Linked DNA regions of Mus musculus: regions 1, 2, 3 and 4 are each linked to region 5. The links are chromatin contacts, called in public Hi-C, HiChIP or PLAC-seq and Micro-C maps. All regions are on one chromosome and are shown on one strand. The core of a region is the stretch at or near the end of the contact, and the rest is flanking DNA. Distances in the headings are between cores, read along the strand shown. Region 1 overlaps Tmtc2 (transmembrane and tetratricopeptide repeat containing 2). Region 2 has its middle 87 kb from the start of Mettl25. Region 3 overlaps Mettl25 (methyltransferase like 25). Region 4 overlaps Tmtc2 (transmembrane and tetratricopeptide repeat containing 2). Region 5 holds the start of Tmtc2 (transmembrane and tetratricopeptide repeat containing 2).

The links. A called contact is a pair of places that touch in the nucleus more often than the background predicts. HiChIP or PLAC-seq counts read pairs in DNA pulled down with a chosen protein or histone mark.
Region 1: a contact with region 5 is called in a Hi-C map of the G1E-ER4 cell line, with 3 times the contacts expected there. The contact joins the enhancer-like site here to the promoter of Tmtc2 in region 5. A contact is called at or near these places in 2 of 39 promoter capture datasets (the 3T3-L1 cell line and liver), 14 of 484 Hi-C or Micro-C datasets (the C10 cell line, the G1E-ER4 cell line, the HPC-7 cell line and 6 more), 15 of 115 datasets of contacts at active chromatin or transcription factors (SST interneurons, bone marrow-derived dendritic cells, craniofacial prominence and 9 more) and 5 of 9 other capture datasets (adipose tissue, embryonic stem cells, liver and 2 more).
Region 2: a Micro-C map of embryonic stem cells shows a contact between it and region 5, with 3 times the contacts expected there. The contact joins the enhancer-like site here to the promoter of Tmtc2 in region 5. A contact is called at or near these places in 8 of 484 Hi-C or Micro-C datasets (B cells, embryonic fibroblasts, embryonic stem cells and 5 more), 5 of 115 datasets of contacts at active chromatin or transcription factors (embryonic stem cells, neural progenitor cells, neural tube and 1 more) and 1 of 9 other capture datasets (pancreatic islet).
Region 3: an H3K4me3 HiChIP or PLAC-seq map of neural progenitor cells shows a contact between it and region 5, with 6 times the contacts expected there. The contact joins the enhancer-like site here to the promoter of Tmtc2 in region 5. A contact is called at or near these places in 1 of 39 promoter capture datasets (liver), 32 of 484 Hi-C or Micro-C datasets (B cells, the G1E-ER4 cell line, the N1E-115 cell line and 21 more), 11 of 115 datasets of contacts at active chromatin or transcription factors (astrocytes, bone marrow-derived dendritic cells, embryonic stem cells and 3 more) and 1 of 9 other capture datasets (pancreatic islet).
Region 4: a contact with region 5 is called in an H3K4me3 HiChIP or PLAC-seq map of neural tube, with 4 times the contacts expected there. The contact joins the enhancer-like site here to the promoter of Tmtc2 in region 5. A contact is called at or near these places in 5 of 39 promoter capture datasets (3T3-L1-derived adipocytes, embryonic stem cells, liver and 2 more), 4 of 484 Hi-C or Micro-C datasets (granulosa cells, immediate neuronal precursor, nephron progenitors and 1 more), 7 of 115 datasets of contacts at active chromatin or transcription factors (astrocytes, craniofacial prominence, embryonic limb bud and 4 more) and 4 of 9 other capture datasets (adipose tissue, embryonic stem cells, liver and 1 more).

The regions. Positions count from the first base shown.
Region 1 is chr10:105,364,792-105,368,928 of GRCm38.p6, reverse strand. All of the region lies in intron 3 of Tmtc2 (transmembrane and tetratricopeptide repeat containing 2), which reads left to right. Among named protein-coding and RNA genes, the nearest start is that of Gm46241, 90 kb to the left of the region's middle. Within about 2 kb of position 2,663, at least 5 of the 459 cell types and tissues checked have an H3K27ac peak or open chromatin away from gene starts, as enhancers often do. A contact at or near this core is called in the G1E-ER4 cell line, where this site is marked.
Region 2 is chr10:105,752,584-105,756,453 of GRCm38.p6, reverse strand. No RefSeq gene overlaps it. Among named protein-coding and RNA genes, the nearest start is that of Mettl25, 87 kb to the left of the region's middle. Within about 2 kb of position 2,328, at least 3 of the 459 cell types and tissues checked have an H3K27ac peak or open chromatin away from gene starts, as enhancers often do. A contact at or near this core is called in embryonic stem cells, where this site is marked.
Region 3 is chr10:105,773,131-105,776,736 of GRCm38.p6, reverse strand. The region is part of intron 9 of Mettl25 (methyltransferase like 25); the gene reads left to right. Among named protein-coding and RNA genes, the nearest start is that of Mettl25, 66 kb to the left of the region's middle. Within about 2 kb of position 2,151, at least 7 of the 459 cell types and tissues checked have an H3K27ac peak or open chromatin away from gene starts, as enhancers often do. A contact at or near this core is called in neural progenitor cells and stem cell-derived neural stem cells, where this site is marked.
Region 4 is chr10:105,329,337-105,333,465 of GRCm38.p6, reverse strand. The region is part of intron 4 of Tmtc2 (transmembrane and tetratricopeptide repeat containing 2); the gene reads left to right. Among named protein-coding and RNA genes, the nearest start is that of Gm46241, 130 kb to the left of the region's middle. Within about 2 kb of position 2,580, at least 7 of the 459 cell types and tissues checked have an H3K27ac peak or open chromatin away from gene starts, as enhancers often do. A contact at or near this core is called in neural tube, where this site is marked.
Region 5 is chr10:105,573,218-105,577,353 of GRCm38.p6, reverse strand. Tmtc2 (transmembrane and tetratricopeptide repeat containing 2) reads left to right here and starts at 2,875. Exons shown (of 12, transcript NM_177368.4): 1 at 2,875-3,687. The coding sequence starts at 3,605. It overlaps Gm15663 (predicted gene 15663), which reads right to left and starts at 2,803. Exons shown (of 3, transcript NR_038032.1): 1 at 1,667-2,803.

The sequences.
Region 1 (4,137 bases), core at 1,414-3,913, 210 kb after region 5:
TTTTGGTCAAAAAAAAAAAAACAAAAAAAAACAAAAAAACAAAACAAAACAAAAAAAAACCCCAAAACCACTATTATGTAGCTCTTCTAAGTAATGGACGTTGCCCAACCCCAAGACTTGTGAACATGGTTGCACTCAAACCTGAGACTTGTTAAAAATGATTGCAGTTTTCACAGAATGATTTTCAGATAGTTGTCCTTTGGTGGTCCATACGAATTTAGAACAAGTCTATGTCGCCAGCCTATTTTCTTGTCATTTCAAACTGAAGCATGTGAAAAATTAAAACAAAATCCTCTGGCCCGTTACTTGAATCGCCATATTGTTTTTTTGGGGGGGATTTATTAAAATTTCTGGCTAAATTTCATGCTAAGCTGCTGCTACAAAGGGTTCAGATAAGAGTTGCTTTGGGAAGATAGAAGCTGTTATTTTTTCATGTGGCAATCTCAATACATGCAGCTTGGAGCTGATAAGGTGGCGCCATCGCTTCATAGGATCCCTGCCATCTCGATGGGTCACCCTGCCCATGTGGTCCAAGATGGCTCATTATCACTTCAGCACTTCGGCTGACAGGAAAGGAGGGAGGACGGGTAGAATTCGGGTGTACCCATTCTTTCTAAGTTATTCTGAAGAAATTATATATACTGTGTTTGCCCAGAGATTGTTGGCTACATGTCTCTGTGAGAAAGGCTGGGAAATATTATCTTTGGAAGGCAAACCATCCAGCCAAATGCCATTACTCTGAAAGACAGGGAGGGCCATATTCAGATGCCAAGGTCAAAATAGCAGTCTCTGATACACATGAGGTAGAAGCATTTTTTTTTTTAACCACATAGGTCGTTTTCAGCATTAACTATTTGATGCCTGACAGTGATAATTTTGAACCCATTGTTTTGGTCGTGTAGTTAAAATGCCTGCTCATTTCATCATCACTATTGTAAGCTGTCTCATAAGCCACTGGCCCATGCTTTCTTCACAGCCCCTGATTAGCAGCATATGCTTTAAGTATTTTCACAAGAGTAGGCGAATGATTGCTTAGCTGACGAGAACTAGTAAAAGTACTCTAAGACCCCGTCGACTAAGTTCCAGCCTTATCTACTGCTGTCCATCATTTTACTGGATGGTCAGTCCGTTTTCCCGGTAGTTGACTGTGAAGCCAAGAGTTATTTGTGCCTCCTCTCTTCCGTTGTCAGTACATGCCCATTCCACCTGTAATTCCTTCATGCTGTGTCTTCAGTAATATCTCCAGCCTCTGACCGTGTTGTACCTCCTCCACTCTTATGTCCATAGGCACAGCTGTCGTCATCCTTCACGAGACCAGTGGTTCTCAACCTTCCTCAGGCTGCAACCCTTTAATGCTGTTCTTCGTGTTGTGGTGACAACCAACCCCCCCCCCCCAAACCACAGAATTATTTTTGTTGCTACTTCATGACTGTAATCTTGCTACTGTTATGAATCGTAATGTAAATATCTGATATGCTGGATATCTGATACGTGACCACCCCTCTGGGGTGGGGCTGGGGGTTGCGACCCACAGGTTCAGAACCATTACACTAGCGTATTACTAAAAGATTCCTACCTGAATTGCTCCCCTGTGTTTACTGGATCATTCATTATGCCTTGTATTTTTTTATTTTATGCCAGATATGGTGTATTTTATAGCACAAATGGAGAGTTCTCTGTGAGACATTTTGTTCATTGAGATAATACTTTCATTTTATATATAATGTGTGCTAGAGTCTTAGGCCCCCAGAGGTGTCAACTTCCTCTAGTGTACTTTGCATTTTGTCTCCCTGTCTTCAGGACTCCCTAAAGACTCAGACTTTATTTTGTTCATGTTAATATTTTGGTATAATCTAATGCAACACTGGGTGCTTTTATATATCTCAGAAGGTGTTATGTTATCTTATGATTGACTCTCAGCTTTTATTACCATTATCTTTTCTCTCTTCTTTTCCCCTGTCCCACTTCCTGTTGAGACAGGGACACTGGAAGGGACTCAAGCCACCAGATGTTCTCTTGCATCTGGACAGGCTGTGGCCTCTTCCTTTCTACAAGAAAGCAGACCTTTGCACAGCAGATGCTGTGTGTAAATTCCCGATTTAGTCTTCTTTGCTTTAGTTAGGGTTTCTGGTGCGGGGATGACCAAAAGGAACTTGGAGATGAAAGAGTTTATTTCGTCTCACAAATCCAAGTCACAGTCCATCACGGAGGGGAGTCATGGCAGGAACTTGGAGGCAGAAGCTGATACAGAGGCCATGGAGAAATGCTGCTTGCTGGTTTGCACTCCAGTGGCTTCCTCAGCCTGCTTTCTTACTTACCCAAGACTACCTTCCCAGGAGTGGAACTACTACTCACAATGGGCCAGGACTACCTACATCAATCACTGATTAAGAAAATGCACAGAAGGCTTGACAGAGGGCATTTTCTCAGCTGAGATTCCTCTTCCCAAATGACTCCAGGTTGAGTCAAGTTAACACAGCACACCCTTCTATTATGTTACCTGAGCCACGAGAGCGTGAGATCTAAGCCAACTGAGCAGAATTGCCAGGCGCCTCCTTGGTGTAATTTGCTGACCCTCAAGGCTTCTGCTCTGGAGCAGCTCACCTCTGAGGCTCTCTCTGGCTTTGCCTGTTTCTGCAAGTTTCCAGGAAGTGTTTCAGCTTGGTATTTCCGAGTCTCGGTTTGCATCAGTTTTCCTGTTGTCGGGACAAAGGAGATCATTACTGTCTGAGCTGACATGCTGATTCCTTTATAGTAGCTTACACTTAACCACCATCCCAGTGACCCTATGGAAATATGTCAGGACCCACAAGGCACTCCATACACCACGGCTTTCTACTCATTTCTCTTTCCTTTACAAGCAAAACCACAGAATCTCAGAGAAGATGCGTATATCTAGCTCCTTTGCCTTCCTGTGCTCAGTTCCAGCCCTGCAAGCTGCTCTGATGCCTTCTATTTGGCTGATAAACTCTGACCCCTGTGTCTCTGTCGTTGCTTTTGTGTGGAGTGTGTTTTCTCAGATATCCCCAGTGTGTTGCACTGCATCTTCCTCTGCATCTTCCTTGGGTCTCACATGAAGGTGCCACTGTCAGTAAGATGCTTGATGTGGACTTATCAAGCCCCATTGAAGATGACAGCCATGCCTCTTTACGCAGCATCCCCTATCTTCCGCTTTCTTCCTGTTTCTCATGGCATTCACAATGATGTTGCTCACTGTCTGTGTATTATCTGTGTAGACTGTAAGATGGGATGGAAGAAACTTGGGGGCTTTTGCACTTGAAAATTCAACATGGTAGGAGAATGCCTGAGGGAGTGAAGTGCTTGCTTCATAAGTGTAAGGACATGAGTGTCATTCCCAGAACCCATGTCACAGCAGCTAGGCATGGTAACGAATGCATTGTGATCCCTGTAATGGGACACAGAGACAGGAAGATCCCTGAAGCATGCTTGCCAGAGAGTATAGCTTAATGATCGATTCTATCCTAAAGATGGTTTCGAGTGCTCCTGAGGATGATATATGGTGTTAAGCTCAATCTTCCATAAGCATGCTACATGAATGTACTCCTTCCACATAAGCATGTACATTCACGTATGCACACAAGGCATAAATACCATTTATACAATAAAGACCATGCCTACTAGAGAGAAAGCTTTTGATAAAGGACACTTGAAAGGTAAATATGGTAGTCATTCTTCTTGAGTTTTATATTCAGTTTAGAGGCAGAATGCTCAAGCAGGCAATAAGGAAATGTAAACTTTTTCTCTTTGGGTGAGAGAGATACCGAGAAGGATACTTTATAAAATGATTGGTAGGACTGGGAATGGAGGTCATTTGTATTTCAGGACTGTCAAATGGGCTTCCATTTTGAAATGAACAAAAGTCTTTCAATTCTGGTTTCTTGCTGCCTTTTTTTTTCTTTTTTTTCTTTTTCCTATTTGTAAAGTGCTCCTAATTCTGACTTCAGTTACTTCCTCAGCAATTATGAGATGGAGAAGAATCTTATGAAAAAAAGCCTCCTGACAATTTGTCACATTACTTAAGTCTAGCAAAAGATTAGAAACCCTTTAAAGCCAGTATTTCAGAATAATTTCTGAGACTACACATTGAGGCTGTTTTCCTTCCTCCTTTGAAAGCTT
Region 2 (3,870 bases), core at 1,079-3,578, 180 kb before region 5:
CAAAAGTCGGTTCTCTCCTTTCAGCATATGGCATTGAAATGAGGTCACCAGATTTGGCAGCAAGCATCTTTGCCCACTGAGGCACCTCTCTGGTATCACAGTTACTTTTTATATCAACTTAGGTTTCATATCCATGCTACCATGTTTTGAAAAACCGAAAGCAAAGACGTTATATTTTTTTTATTTTTTTATTGGTTTTTTCTTCTTTTTTAATTTACATTTCAAATTTATTACATTTCAAATTTATTACATTTCAAATTTACATTTCCTGGTTTCCCCTCCAAAAACTCCCTACCTCTCTCCCTCCCCCGGTCACCAACCCACCCACTCCCACTTCCTGGCCCTGGCATTCCCTTATACGGTGGCACAGAACAACCTTCACAGGACCAATCAGTTACAACTTGTAAAAGCGACTTTGTGCCTACCCCAGACAAGACTGTGTTTTCCAAATGTGTTATGATTTCATCCTCTACAACCAAACTTGTTCTTGTCCCCACTTCCTCTAGGATCCAGTCCTCTATTTTATATGGCATTTGATTTAGGGCTCCTCCCTGCAAAACGGTGTCCAAACCTGAGGCTCTTCAAATGCTGTATCTAGAAAGTATCTCAATATAGCCCGTGTGCAGTCTTCCCTGCCGTTTGAACCACTTCTAGATTACATACAAGACCCAATCCAGTGGAAACCCTGTGCAGGTAGGTGTCATGCTGTGTTGTAGGGACAATGCCAACCAAGGGCATTGTACAAGTTCTTTGCAGACCTGTTCATTCTGCTTCCAGATTGTGCTTAATCTGCAGTGGGTCAAATATGCAGATTTCACATTTGATTTGGCTGCACAGTTCCTTTCCTCATAGTTGCTTATCTCAACTTGCTTTAAATTCACTTCTGCCCCTACCTCTCCTCAGATGCACCTACACCCTTTCGTTGCTCAGGCCAGAAATCTGGAAATACTTTTGCTTGTCTGGTTGTCACATCAGATCCCCATTTTTTTTTTTTTTGTCTTCCATACTGTAAACATCCTCAAGGTGGGGGAATTGTTATCAGGTAGTTTTTTAATATAATTTTTAAAACTTCTTATTGATTTTTTATATGAATTTTACATTATGTATGCAAATCCCACGCATCTTCTCATTGTAAAGGTCCAAAAATCCCTGAAAGAAGACCCCAGACTCAGATAGTATGAAAAAACAAAGAGCATTTATTCTGCACAAACAACCAGTTTGTAGGGGTCAATCATTCTTTGAAAATGGAGACCTCAGACAAAGGGGCTCAGGCCTTCTTATGGGGAACCAGGAGAACTCTCTAAAGGGATTAGGTAATTGAAAATGTCATTCCTGGGTGCTAGGAGGTCACAGGTGGTCAGAGGTCTACATTCGTGTAGATAGGCTGGCCAGTGCAGATGGCCCATTCTGAGATATTTCCCCATTTTTTGTGGTTATCCCCAGGCTGTTCTTTGGGAGGGGGTTTTATGACCTTGTTCTGGGTTTTATGGTCCATTCCTAGAGCTGATATCTCATGGCCTAGTTTCTGGGACTTAGCGTCTGTTCCTGTAGCTGGTGCCTTACGGTCTCTCCCCGCCCCCCCCCCCCAAATCAGGCCTGGTCCTTAAATGGAGACAAATGAGGTTTATATTATTTTTTCACCATATATGCCTTCCACCCTTATCTTCCCATGGAAGCTTTGGTGTGTCACCATGTGTCCCACAGTATATGCCCTTTTGCCAAAACAGCATTACCTGCAAATGTTCCTGTCTGGTTCGAGAACTCTGGCTTCTGCTATACCATCAATACTGAATCCTCACTGGGACACCTCTTGGATATCTTCTAGTTAGTTGCCTGGCAGCTGGCCAGCCTCTGCATGGCCAGAAATCTTAGAATCTTTTTGGTTTTGTTTTTGTTTGTTCCTTTTTGTTGTTTGTTTTTGTTTATTTGTTTGTTGTTTATTTTTTGACTCAATGTGTCTTCTCCCCCCCACCCCTGCTTAGGGATTAGATCTGGAGGGACAGAGGGAGAGGGAAAGCTGTCAATCAGTTTACCTGCTGCCCTTGGGGGCGTGGCCTGTGGGTTAGCAGGGTGAGCCTGCTGGACTTGGGGACTGAGAGAAAACCTTGAGTTGGGGAGGGGGAGTTAGGAGTGGAAGATCTGTGGGATCTACTACAGATAAAGTGCAGGTTCTACTGCACAGCTGGGGGTGAGACTAGGGTTCCCTGGCAGGAGTCAGGAGAAGAGAGTTTAATGATCGAAGTATCCATGCTCTCTTCCACTTTACCTCAGTGTAGCCTCCCTCAGCCCTGAAGCAGGCTGATCCAGACTTTGACCTTGCTGCCAAGGAAATTACCTAAGGTGGAGCCTTCCAACCTAGATGGCTCTTTTGTTCTGCCACCAGCCACTGCTCTCTCCAAGACCCTGCTACCTGCTGAGAAGCCCCTGAGACAATCTATTCTGCACATCACCTACAGGCTGGCTTCAGACACCAAGAAGGGACTGGCGGGGGATGAGCCTTCCCCTTTTATAAGTAAACTCTGTTAGTAAACTGGAGGGCCTTGAACGGAATCATGTCTTGGCTCCATTAATCTCTTGTTGTCTAAGTCTCTTTCAGCCCCAGCCTGCCTCCCTGGTGTACCCGGTTCAAGTAGGCCGCAGGCCGGCATACAACACCTCAGGAAGACAGAGCTCAAGATTAGAGCTATCAAAGGACCTCTTCTACTGTATCGAATGGTGTTGAGTGTGTTTTGTTAAACAAAAGCAGCGGACTCCAGAGAATCCAGGTGTGCTTTCACACGACCAACTGCTGCAACTGTTAGAAAGTTCCAGACACTAGAGAGCAGATTATACTACACTGGAGGCTTTTATTTTATTCATTTATGTTTGAGCCAGAACTGGCCTCAAACTTGCTGTGCTGTTGAGGATGACCTTAAACTCCTGAGGCCTCGGCCTTCCAAGTGCTGGGAAGATGGGTTCACATCCACAACTGTTCGGAAGAATACATTTTAATGTTTTGAAGTTCAAGTTTTTTTGTTTGGTTTTTTTGTTGTTGTTGTTGTTTTTGGGGGGGGTTGATTTTTTTTTCAGGGCTAGAATTTTGAATAGGAAACTAAACATTTATAAGAAAGAAATAGTTAATGTTGCTCTCACTAATAGCAAATGCTGTATAGGCTGCAGATAAAGAGATTTGAAATTCTTATTGAAAGTATGCTTCATTTAGTAGATGTGTAGCACAATTAGTATCTACCTTTATCACCAAAATTACTTGCTTCCTATTTTGGTTACAATATGTTGATTGCAAGTGCTCAGCAAAGAATTTGCTCTTCTTACTGACAGGCTAAACCTACTCCATCTTGGAATTGTCCTCTATCTTAAAAGAAAAGGGGGTGGGCCTGAAAATTTGACCTGCAGCTGAGCCCAAGCTACACCCAAGTACCAGGAAGAACCCCATGCCTTGTCCTTGACCAGAGTTACTCTCTAGCTACTTCCTAACAACAGTTAATCAAAGATTAGTCTGATGGCTTCAGAGGCACTTCCAGACTGCTTGTGATTATATAAGATCTTGCTTCAGAGCACTCACCTGTCAGTTTTCAATAGTCATTCAATTAGATGCTTGCCAGGATGGATAACCCCCACAGGCACACTTGCTTCCATTTTCTACAAAACTGTACCCAATGAGAGTTCAAGGCTGCTTCACCAAACTGTTCTGTGGGTCTGTGGTAAATAAGCCCAAACTCGAATTTGTAATAAAGACACCCTAATGTGAATACATTAGAACATCAGAAATGGCTCCTTGGTAGACTTTTGGGGTTCACAAACCCTTCCTGGCACATTACTAGATTAGCTCGGTCGTTAAAGATAACGAATGAAGGATGAATCGATTGGATC
Region 3 (3,606 bases), core at 902-3,401, 200 kb before region 5:
TCAAGACACATAGCTTTAATCAACAGAAAATCACAGCTACATTCTGTTCGATGTGAAAAGCAACATTTTCTCAATAAGATGAGAAGCAAGATTTTTTTTCCTCCATACTTTTCGACATCATACTGTACCTACCGGCTCTCTCGGTCAGAGAAGAAAGGGGGTGAATGGTGTTTGATTGAGAAGAAAGAAGACTGTTCTTGTTCAAGATGGCGTGATAATGTTCATGGAAAAAATCCAAAGAAACAACAAGCAATTAAAATAATAAAATTAAATAAGGTAGGATATAGATTATATAGAGAAAATCATTTCCTCTACACCAACAATGAACAAGTTTGACGTAAATTAAGATACATCAGTATTTATGTGAGCATCCTCTCTTAAAGTGAAAGATACAGTTTTTCTAATAGAATTCAAAGGAAATGCCTCTCAAGTACAAAACTAGAAATAAGTTAAGTGTACAGAGAGTCTGTGTTCATGGGTAGGAAAATTCCCTGTTCTCAAGTGTCAGTGCGCCCCAACTTGAGACAATGTTTCAGTACATCTCAGTCAGTATTTCAAAAAGGTTTTCTGTAGACGTAGAAACTGTTTCTAAGTCTTTTGTAGAAAAGAATCAAAAAGAGCTAACAATACTAACTGAAAAGAAAGCTTACAAATTGTTACTAGGTAGCTTTAAGATTTAGTGTAAAGACAAGTAGATATTTGTAGAGTAATAGATAAATGGGTCCAGGAACAGAACTGAGAGCCCAGAAGTAGACCCATCCAAATGCAGCCAAGTGGACTTTAGTAAGGAGACAAAGACAATGGAGTAGAGCGAAAAACCTCTTCACCACATGCTGTTCAGACAACAGGGCAGACACAGTAGATAGATGACTCTAGAAACAAACTTTACATCTTTCCCAAACTCGAAATGAGTCACATATAGAAATGTAAAATATAGGTCTATAGGTCTATAACACTTACAGAAGAAGCAAAATCATAATTCATGAAGTTACCTAAACCTCTGAAACGCATACTTCTGAGACTGGATCCCAATATAAAGTACAGTCCTGGGCAGCAGTGGTGTACAGTCTCTCTATAGCCAATGCAGTGTTCTTGTGACACTGATGGGGCGTCTGCTTGTGTGCTGTCAGGGCACATTACAGGTGCTCTGAACTTTCCTAAAAGAAATAGCTTAAGAAAAAATTACTCATGGTAGCTGCTTCAATTATTCAAAATACATCTAGGAGGAGTCTCAGGAAAAGGCAAGTATCACTGACTAAAAAGACTGTAGTAAATGATTTCTTGCTTTTACTTAACTAATAGAGATGTTAATAATGGCCTATTGGTTTTCTCGTATAATCACAGGGCCCATTTTATTTTGTTTTGTGTTTTAAATAGAAGTGATTTAAAGGAAAACAAAAGTATGACCTGGAGTACACTGAGAACGAGGAAAACCAGCAAACATCTTAGGGTCTGAAACAATGGGGTATAGGAACGGAAGCAAACCTATAAGAATGGATTTGGGGGTGGGTTACTGTCTTGATTTTAAGCAAAAGAGATTTTTAAAAATAGTGCTTTCTAGGTCTTTGTTTGGAACAGGAAAAGTGATAAAACCAAAATTACATTTCTGATATAAAATACAAATATTTCATTTTGCGTGCATACTATGAAATAGGAGTATTAATTAAAAATTTCACCACAACCAATAGATATTTGTATGTAGCATTATTTCAAGAAATCCTAAATGCTATATAGAATTTTAATTTTTAAATATACCAAAAGACTTAAAAGAGCTTTGACTAGATCCATAATTGTTTTATTAATGACCTTTCTGTGTAATTCCATGGGTGGCAAATGTACTGCTGTGCACTTAACAGTGTAGGTAAGCGAATTACTTACTACACCCGTTTAAATTGGAGTCACAAGAAATTATACTAAACATGAAAGGAAACCGAAAATTCCGAGACATCTCCTTTCAAAGGACACCGAGGCTAAATGTGCTGGATTTACACTGGCTCTCACAAAGCATGAAGAGTTTCTCCACGAGTCTGCAGTCAGTTGTGAAAGCCAAGTGGACTTAGCTCTCAGGGCCTTCTTCAACCTCTGCACCACCGGCCTGTGGATCTGAATTTGTAGTGAGAAGCAGCTCCGTGTACTCCCAGCACCTCTGGCCTCTGGCCACTAGATGTCAGCAGGAGAACGATTCTAAACAACCTGGCATTTGCCAGAATTGCCCCTGTTGAGAGTCACTAATTTTGAGCTTTTTTTTTTTCCTTTTATGATTCTCTCAGCAGCAACCTAACAGTCACGTTATGTTTCTATGTTTTAAACTGCAGTTTACCATCACCAAGTTTGGGAAAGGAAAGTCAGGCACACTGCAGACTGTTGAACATGGTTATCTTTGAAGACTTTTTATTCAAAATGATTCCTTCTTAGCTCCTTCATCTTGAATAGTTGTAATAACCTTGGAGTGATGTTTATTGGCCCTTTTCATAAAGTATGCACTATTTTTAAAGCACATTTACCATTCTCCAAGCAAGTTAATTCTAAATATGTACCTCTGAAACAGTCAACTGTGACACAATATCAAGTACCTGTGGCAGGTTTACAGGATTCTCTTCTTGTTGGAGGCTGAATAGTATTTCAGTGTGTGTGTGTGTGTGTGTGTGTGTGTGTGTGTGTGTGTGACATGCACACAAATACCAGGGTAGTTTTTTTAATCCATTAATCTGTCAGTGAAAGAGTAGATGGTTATTACATCTTGGCTCTCATGAATAATGCTCCAATGGATACTGCAGCATAGATATTCTTCCAAGGTGGTGATTTCATTTCCTTTGGATATGTGCCCAGAAGGAATATGGAGTCTCAAAGCTTAATAATTAAAACCCAAATATGAAAGAAGAGAAGGAGGAGCAATCCCCCGTAGCTTACCTTTCATTTTTAAAACAAATCAAAACATCTATTTTACTTCCCCTAAGATTCACATTCCCAAGAAATACCTGTCTACATAATTGTATGATTTCTAAAAGTCATATGTATGTTAATTCAATCCTCTCTTGTTTCTACAAAGAAATACAGTGTCAATAATCTTTTGAGAAACAGTATGGTAAGTTTCTTACACCATGGTCACATGAGCCTCTTTGCCACTGGCTTTATCTGTCCATGCTTGCTTGAGAGGATTTATGAAATTAACCCTTTGATGATAGTGGTGTTCTTGCGTCAGTCAGAGGCAGAGTAGATGGCAGTCCTTTGTTCATCCTAGCTTGATGCCTGGCTTGGTGGACAAAGCTATCTTATGCCTACAACTCATAAAAATCAAATCAAAGCTGGTCAGCGATGCACTGGAGGACCAAGACAGACAGGAAGTCATCTGAACAGCACAAAAGAGCTGACCCTGGTTTGGGGGGGGGGGCTGGGGGGGCGCAGGTGAACCAGCCTCAAGGGCTAGAATTGGCCCTGCCACTCTTCAGTCATGAGGGCTGTGGGTACAGGTGTGATGCCTCAGCTTCCTTGACTCTTCCCAAACATGGCAGTCCAGGGGTTGGCCCCAGGCCACGTGAGTGAGAGAGCAGGTCCTGCACCTCCTGGACAGCGCAATAAAGCTAATCCTGGTGTAGGAAGCAAAGG
Region 4 (4,129 bases), core at 1,331-3,830, 240 kb after region 5:
CAAAAATCCTCTTCTAGTCTTGCTCGCAGTTCCTGTGATGCTCTACACTCATGATAGGCAATAAACAAACAAACAAACAAACAAATAAATAAATAATAAAAAAACCAATAGTTTAACTATCCAATCACGTTTGTCATAGCATCCATGTTAAATATTTCCTAATAAGTAAAAAGTAACTGTTTCATGCCATATTCTTCTGCATATACTTCCTCTCTTAGGACTTCCCTACACAAAGGCGTCTTTGTAAAAATATCATTTGTGCCAGTCTTCATACTCATTTCATTAAAACAAAGAAAGGAAAATAGAGCATTTGATTTAGGGGAAAAGGATGCATCAAGAGAATCCTTGTGCTTCAAAAATCAAATAGAATGTCTGTTATCTGAGGATGACCTGGTGGCCACAGGGATGTCACGGTTCAGAAAGCAGAGCTTTGTCTGTAGTGGTGACCTCAGCATTCAGTTAATCACTTGATGCTATTTAAATCTGTTTGTAAGTAGAAAATCCAGCCTGGTTCTCTTTCATCTGATAATTCCCATGAGTGTCCTTTCTCTAGAATTGGAGAGGACACTAACATTACAAATACTGCAAATGGAGTTTTTTCTTTGAGCAGAGAGTAACCATTCTGAACATGTTTGCCAGAAAGCTTTAAATATTTCAATTTCGCACACTGATTTTATTCTTAAATTATATGATTTTAACAAAATATTATGGTTTGGTTTATTATATTAGGTTATTGTTCAGAACTAGACAACTCACACTTTGAATGCATTCAAATGAAATGGAGCATTTTATTTAAAATTCTCTATACTACCTGTATTTGTTAAAATGCATGGCTTCATATAATTTATAAAAACTTAAAAAATTAATGCTTTGAGCATCTTGCCACTTGGAAAAAAAGTTAATTGGTGACTGTGAAGAAACTGAAACTAGAAATAACTTTGTCCTATAACCAGAAGTCCAGGAATGCAGTTGTAGCTGGCTAGGCCAGCTGTCTCAAGCTCCTTTCTTATGTCCCCCACCATCCTCAGCACAGGACTGCTAGCTTATAGCTAACAGGATAATGAGGGCTTCCCACATCCTCCTTACATTGCCCATAGCGCACTTGCATGAGTTCCTGGAAGATTTTAGGATTTGGTCCTGAAGCTCAACCCTGCTGCACATTGATTTGACTCCTTCCTTCCTTCCTTCCTTCCTTCCTTCCTTCCTTCCTTCCTTCCTTCCTTCCTTCCTTCCTTCATTTACTCTCTGTATAGCACAGCAGCTAAAGCACAGAAAGTGCACACCTCCTCTCATAAAACTTACAAACTTAGGAAATGCATCTTTCTAAGCCTTGAGTACTGTATTACAACTTTACTTAGAAGGCCTTTGAATTTGATTCCATTTATAGCCATGTAGTTACTTGATCTTTTTACCTGCTTTCTAGTTTTGATCTAGAAGAATATGGGGACATTCATGTTTTACTTCTGTCTTAGGGTTTTCATTGCTGTGAAGAGACATCATGACTCAGGCTACTCTTATAAAGGACAACATTTAGTTAGGACTGGCTTACAGGTTCTGAGGTTTAGTTTATTACCATCATGGAGGGACGCATGGCAGTATTCAAGCAAACATGGTGCTGGAGGAGCTGAGAGTTCTACATCATATTCCGAAGACAAACAGAAGATTGAATCTCTCAGATAGCTAGGAGAGGGTTCTCAAAGCCCATCCCCATAGGGACACACTTTCTCCAAGAAGGCCAACCTACTCCAAGGACACACCTCCTAACAGTGCCACTCCCTGGGCCAAATCTATTCAAACTATCATAAGGATTGTCTGGCAAGCTGTTAATTATAAATTCAATTAATAATAAAGATTAAGAATTCATTTTAAGTGTCCTATTATACTCATTGCTTAAAAGTGAGCATACGTTTTGAAAAAAGAGTAGAAATTCATCTCTAGTCTCAAGTCATACCTAAATGATATAAAATCTTATTATTAGAGGCAGCTCAATTAGCAAATTTGATTGAGATGATTGAGTTAATGCAAAGTTCGAACATAATTCTGACTTATGTTAATTAATTACTATTAGGAAATTTCACACATGTAAATTGCTTCAGACAAAAAAAAAGTTCTGGAATTTTTTTGGTGTCTCAGAGGGAGGGTTACTTTTAAAGTTCCTCTGTATGTTAAAGGATGATCAAATAAAATAAAGCTCACAAGATGATTTCAGCTGCAGATAGAGACGTTATTTTCTTTCACAACTGAGCTTAGTGTTTCTAGATCACGCGGTGAGCCACTGTGAGGAAACACTGTAATCTGACTGTTTGCCTGGGAGAAGTGCGGCTGTTCACAGTCAACCTGTTCTCAGTTGCACGGTCTTAATTTTCAGTTGTCTTGGATTTTCATGTTCTCAGATGCTTCCTCCTATGTAGATTATGTCATTTTAATTTTCATGAATCCTGTTATTATTGCTATTGTTAGATTTTAAATGCCACCCTTTGTGACTCTGGCATTTCATAGCCCCGGTAGTTCTGTGTGGAATGCTGTTCTCAGCGTTCCAGGCTCTCTCCTTTGTCTTTTTTCTTCTCTAGGAACTTCATCTGACTTGCCCTTTGTGGGAAAGCGTGCTCCTTCACTGGCTTCCCAAGATGCTGCCCTTTCTTGAGCCACGACTGACACGCTGTTGTGATTGTTTGCACGTCTGTTTCCGTAATGAAACAATGAATTGAAAAAAATCCTCTGTTCATTGTTTGATGCTAGGCTAATGGGCACTAGTTAACATATTAATATAATGTACAAGTTCTATGGATTTTTCCTTACTCAAAAAAAAAGGCAATTAATTATGTGGAGTATTTCTCCTCCAGTTAGAACATGCAGAGCTGTCCATTAGTGGCAACCTGCTCTCCCTGAAGTTAGCGTAGCCATCACTTAGAGATGCTGGACTGCATGGTACAGAAGGCTTGACTTTTCAGCTGCTCGTGAACTTTATTTATTGTCTCTTTGGGATAGCTCATATTTCACGTGGTTTTAAAGACCCTTTTAAGAACTCAAGGCAAAAAGGTCACATTTGAAGATTTGGAATTCTTTTAAACAGCATTTTATAATTTATTTGTGGACGGGGGATTCCCTTGGCACAGCACATCTGTAGAGGTCTGACGAAAACATGAGGGAGTCACTGATCTCCTTCAACCATGTGAGTCCCAGGAATCAAATCAAGTCCATAAACTTGCACTAAGTGCCTTCTCCGAGGTACCTCTCTCTACCAAGACCTAGAATTTTTGTTTTAGTTTACAATTGTTATCATAATTTTGATGGAGTTTCCTTAATCAAGTTTCTAGAATGCTATTATGGCTTTAAACAATGATGGCCTAAAAACTTTAAAGTGCATTTTATAACAGAAAAATAGGGAGCACTCTGTATTTTTCAATATTCCTTCTATATATTCAGACAACCATTACATGAAATTATTCAGACAATATGTCACAACCGTACTGAACTGTTCAACTTTTTATGCAGAGTATTACGTAGATCACTCTAGCCTTGAACTCTATGTACATAAGGCTGGCCTTAAGCTTCCCGACCCTTTTCTATCTCTTGAGTTTTGAGATTACAAATGTGTGCCATCATGCCTGGCTCTTGTTATTCCTAGGATATTCAGTATAGTGACAATTTACATCATATGAAGCATTATACTATATGTAAATGGGAGAATATAAGTAAGTTAAATTCAAATATTTCATTGTCATGATAAATGACTTGGGTTTCCATGGATGCCCAAGAAGAAACCTGAACAAATCCTACACTAATACCAAGGTACAGCTACACTGAATGTATTTATGGGTTATATTGTGATCTGATATGTGAATGCATAGGAATGATACAGAATGGGTAACCTGGCATGTATGGCTGGAAGTCAGCCTTATTACGTATAGACACTTACTGTTTGTTCAGATGTACTAACAGAGGTGGCACAAACATGCTTTTTCAATTTTTAGAATAGTTCTTCTAAAATCAGCAAAGTCCATCGCAGGTTATATTTTTATTGACAAAGAATTTCCTTTGTAAAGTTATGTTTTCTTCATAGCGGTCTATAAGGTGGACAGGCATTCAAAGGCACTTTATTTTAAAAGCTATGTATTGCAGTTACATA
Region 5 (4,136 bases), core at 1,626-4,125:
ATGGCATGTCTCAGTTTCTGAGGCTTTCAATTCAGAGGGGCTGGATGGTTGTAGAAGAAGCCACACTTAATGTTTTTAAAACTATCAGACCTTTGAAATGGAGAAATGCTCACAAGATTTTAGCTCTCTGAACCCAAAGCTTTCTAGTAGTTGTATGCCCATAAGTCTTAGGAAAGAAGCTGTCCTTGTGTGATTTCCTATCATGGATCTTCCCGAGGAAGTGATGCACTCAAGAAATGTCACCCTTCTTCCCTCTGGCTTTGGCATCTTTAACATAGACAACAATTTAGTTTCTTCTTCCTGATGAATATTTGTGGGCTTTCAGCTCTTCTATAATCACACTTAAATACTCTTATTGTTTACTTGTTTACCCTTTTTTAGAAGTTTCTTTTACAATGTTCAGATGCTATGGGCTCTGGGCACTTTGTGGATGAGGGGACAAGCTTTATGAAGATTGAATGGAAATTCAAGGGATTAGTTAATAAACTGATGTGTGCCTATCACCAGGTAGTAGTGGTACAGGCCTTTAATAGCAGCACTCTAGAGGGAGAGTCAGATGGATCTCTGAGTTTGAGCTCAGCTTAATCTACAGAGTGAATTCAATGACAGTCAGAGCTACACAGAGTAACCTTGTCTCAAAAAAAAAATCAAAACTCCACAAACAAACAAACAAACAAACAAGCAGACAAAGATACTTAGAAGGAAGTGATAAAGGATGATGGGAAAGAGGGGTGTGTATGTGTGTGTGTGTGTGTGTGTGTGTGTGTGTGTGTGTGTGTGTGTGTGCTTTATAAAATACAAGAAAGAATTTTTGAAGAAATACCATTTGAAAGATAGTGGAAAGTAGCCAAAGAAATGTCTGGGGAGAAAACAGTTCCAGGTACGAGAGAAAAGAAGGTTCCAGAGAAGGCATACACAGATGAACACATTGAGAAGAGGGGGAGGACCATATGAGCCAGACTAAGAGAGTTTTATTCTATGTGCACTACACACGCTTAAGTGGAGTGATTGAACTTAAAGCTGCTTGTCTGGAGCCTCAAGTAAATGCTTGGAGCAGGGGCGGTAGGTGTAGAAGCAAGACCATTTACAAGGCCATCAGATTAGTTTGTGCAGGAGATACTAACGCTCTGTGGATGTGATGGGTGTATTTTGGTGATGGCTCGGACTAAGAGTGGAACAGTGTGGGTGTAATGGTATGTATTTTAGAGAGGAATGTCTAAGTATTAGTTAAGAAGTAAAAGGATGACGTTGGAAATCATAACAGCTAACTTATTGCACTTACCAGTCCCCCTCTGGATGCTTTATTTACATGGAAACTCACCCAACCAAAGTAGTATTTATAAGTGAGGGGTGAAGGAGGTGATTGGCCCCAACTTACTCAAATAATTAATAGCTGAGTTGATACTCAAATCTAGGTATCTGACTTAAGTATTTATTCTTCCCCCAGTGCCCCAGGATCCAATATCAATACATAAGCTCAGAAGAAGGTCAGAGAGGATCCGAATGGAGCAACTGGTATGATTTTTAAAAAAACTTTAAAAAATACATTATACCGGGGAGCACTGAAGAACAAGAATCACCATCTTCAATATATTATTTGAGAACTTCCTACGTGCTCATAATATTTTGATCAAATCACAATTTGCCTGTTGGAGGTTGAACACACATTTGTCAGTTTCCAAACGATTTCTTTGTGAAGTCAGACATCCTTATTCTGCAGGCGTTCAAACTTTTCAGATCGCTGCCACATACCCAGGGAGTCCACTTTCCTTATTATCTTTGAAGAGCTTGCTGGTTAGGTGCAAAAGGGGAAGTTGGAAGTCAGCCCTGCAAGGACGTGTTTTCTGTGCCCTGTAGCTTCCCCACAGCAGGGGGCGCTGCAGTCGTGTTCATCATAGTCCAAGGGAGCGACCAGGGCAGTCAGAAAGGGAACCAGGCAGGAAGGGGGTGTGGCAGACAGCTCTCGGATCTCTTTGGTCATGCAACTTTAGTACCCAGCGCTCCTTCTGCCCAGACCATTCTTCTGCACCGTATTTCATCATGTTGGATGCCTTCCATCCAGTCTTGCATCCGGGCGGAAAGGAAAGGGCATTAGCTTTCCGCTCTGCTGGGTTTAAGGATGCCGTTGTAGAGGGTTGCATTAGCGTGGTCTCTTCTATAGTCTCAGAGTCAGCTTGACAGTCCTGAACCACTAAAGACACCCATCCCCACGCAATTTCTGAGGAACGCGTGGGTGTTTCTTACCTTCTTGCCTCTCCTCTTTCATTTCCTGGATCCCTTTTCATGATCTTACTGCGGGGCACGCGTCTTTCCACTAATATTAATGTCGACCGTCACGGCGTGGCCTCGGAAAACTCTCTCCTAAACGCTGCTTCCCTGGCTCTTCAACAGGCCCTTCCATCCCAATTCAGCTCACGCATCGCGCGCGCGCGGGGCAATAGATCCTTAGTGTCAACCGAGGTTGCCAGCGCTCTGCAAACCTGTTCTACCTCTCCGCGTCCCGAGAAGTCTCTCCAGCTGACCAGTCTTTTGCCTGACAGCTCTTGGCACTAGACGTTTGGCTTGCGATCTAGAGCGTGCAAAGCGCCTCCCCGCAGCACTGGGCAAACCATTGACTCCTCCTGTCGCCTCTCTCCTCCATCTCCCAGAGCCCAGGGCACACTCTAGCTATCGTTTTGGGCAATCTTCCAAAAGTCATCTTTGTCCTGGGCTTTGGGGGAGGCTTTCCAGAGTCAAAAAGAAGGTGAAGGAAGATGAAGAAGAGAGTGGGGCCAGAGTACCAGGCTGGAGCAGCTAGAAGAGTGGGCGGAGCCTCCAGCCAGTGGGGGTAGACAGGGAGGAGTCTGCGGGGAGGATCTGGGTGGAGAAAGGGGCCGGGCTAGCTTAGGGTGGTGGGCTGGCCACGCAGGCGCGTGGGGCCGCGACGAGAACCCCACGCGGGAGCTTTTGGAGTCCCCAGTCGCCGCTTCTCACTTCACTGGAGAGGGGTCCGGGAGGGAACCAATAAAGAGTGAATGTGCCGCAGCCGCGGTGGCGGCCGAGTTGCTGCGAACGGCCCCGGAGTCGTGCGCCCGGGAGGCGGCGAAGGGAGGCGGTTCGCCTCGTCCCTCCCACCCGCCCCTTTCTCTCTCGGTCTCTCTCTCTGTCTCTCCTTTCCTCCCGCTGGTCCCAGATCCTCGCTCTGTCCAGCCCTTTGGTCCCCCCTCTTGCACTCTTCTATCTCCGCAGTCCTTTACCTTAGGGCGTCCCAAAGTGCCATGGGTTAGGGTGGGGACCGCGAGCCGCGGGAAAAGGACAAGCCCCGATTCTCCGCCGGGGGGCGTGAAGCCGATCGCCGCTTGCCTCTCGCGGTTGTCGGGTATGGGGAGAGCGGTGTGAGCCCGCAACCCCCGGAGCACGCAGGAACAGCGGAGCCCGGCGCCCCGAGGAGGAGCCCGGGATCGGAAGAAGGAGAGGAGGGAGGACGAGGAGGCGGGCGGGGAAGCCGGGGAAAAGTGCAGCCAAGGAGGAGAAGGCGGCGGAAGGTGGGGATTGATGCTTCTGTTTTTTGTTGCCGCTGCTGCGCTCGCGCTGGGAGCCAAGCCGGAGGGAAGGCGGTGGAGAGATGATTGCAGAGTTGGTGAGCAGCGCTCTGGGGCTCGCCTTGTATCTCAACACCCTGAGTGCTGATTTCTGCTACGATGACAGGTAAGTGGGTGAGAGAAAGGGGCAATGGCTGCGGTGCGACGGGGGTGGGGTGGGGGCTCCTCGGTGGCTCTGGTACTGCTTGCTGTCAGGCTGAAGCGCGTCTTGGGGGCGGGGTTGGGGGGACAGGTATCTGCACCTGAAGGTTTAGGCGACACGGAAACCGTAACACCTAAAGCAAACAGCCGGGACGGACGCAGGCGCGCTGGGCGGGCCGAACGAGTTTCCGCTCCTACTTTGCAGCAGGTTCTTGCTTGCTTCTTGCTGGTTGGCAGGCGCTTAAGTTTCTTTGCGGAAATCCAGGCAATTTGGAAGACTGTTTAATGAACCCACGTTAAACAAACAACCAGCCAAAGTAAAAATTCCAATAACAATCCTTGGTATACCTTGGTGCAAAAAAAAAAAAAAAAAAAAAAAAAAAAAAAAGAAAGAAAGAAAGAAAGAAAGAAAGA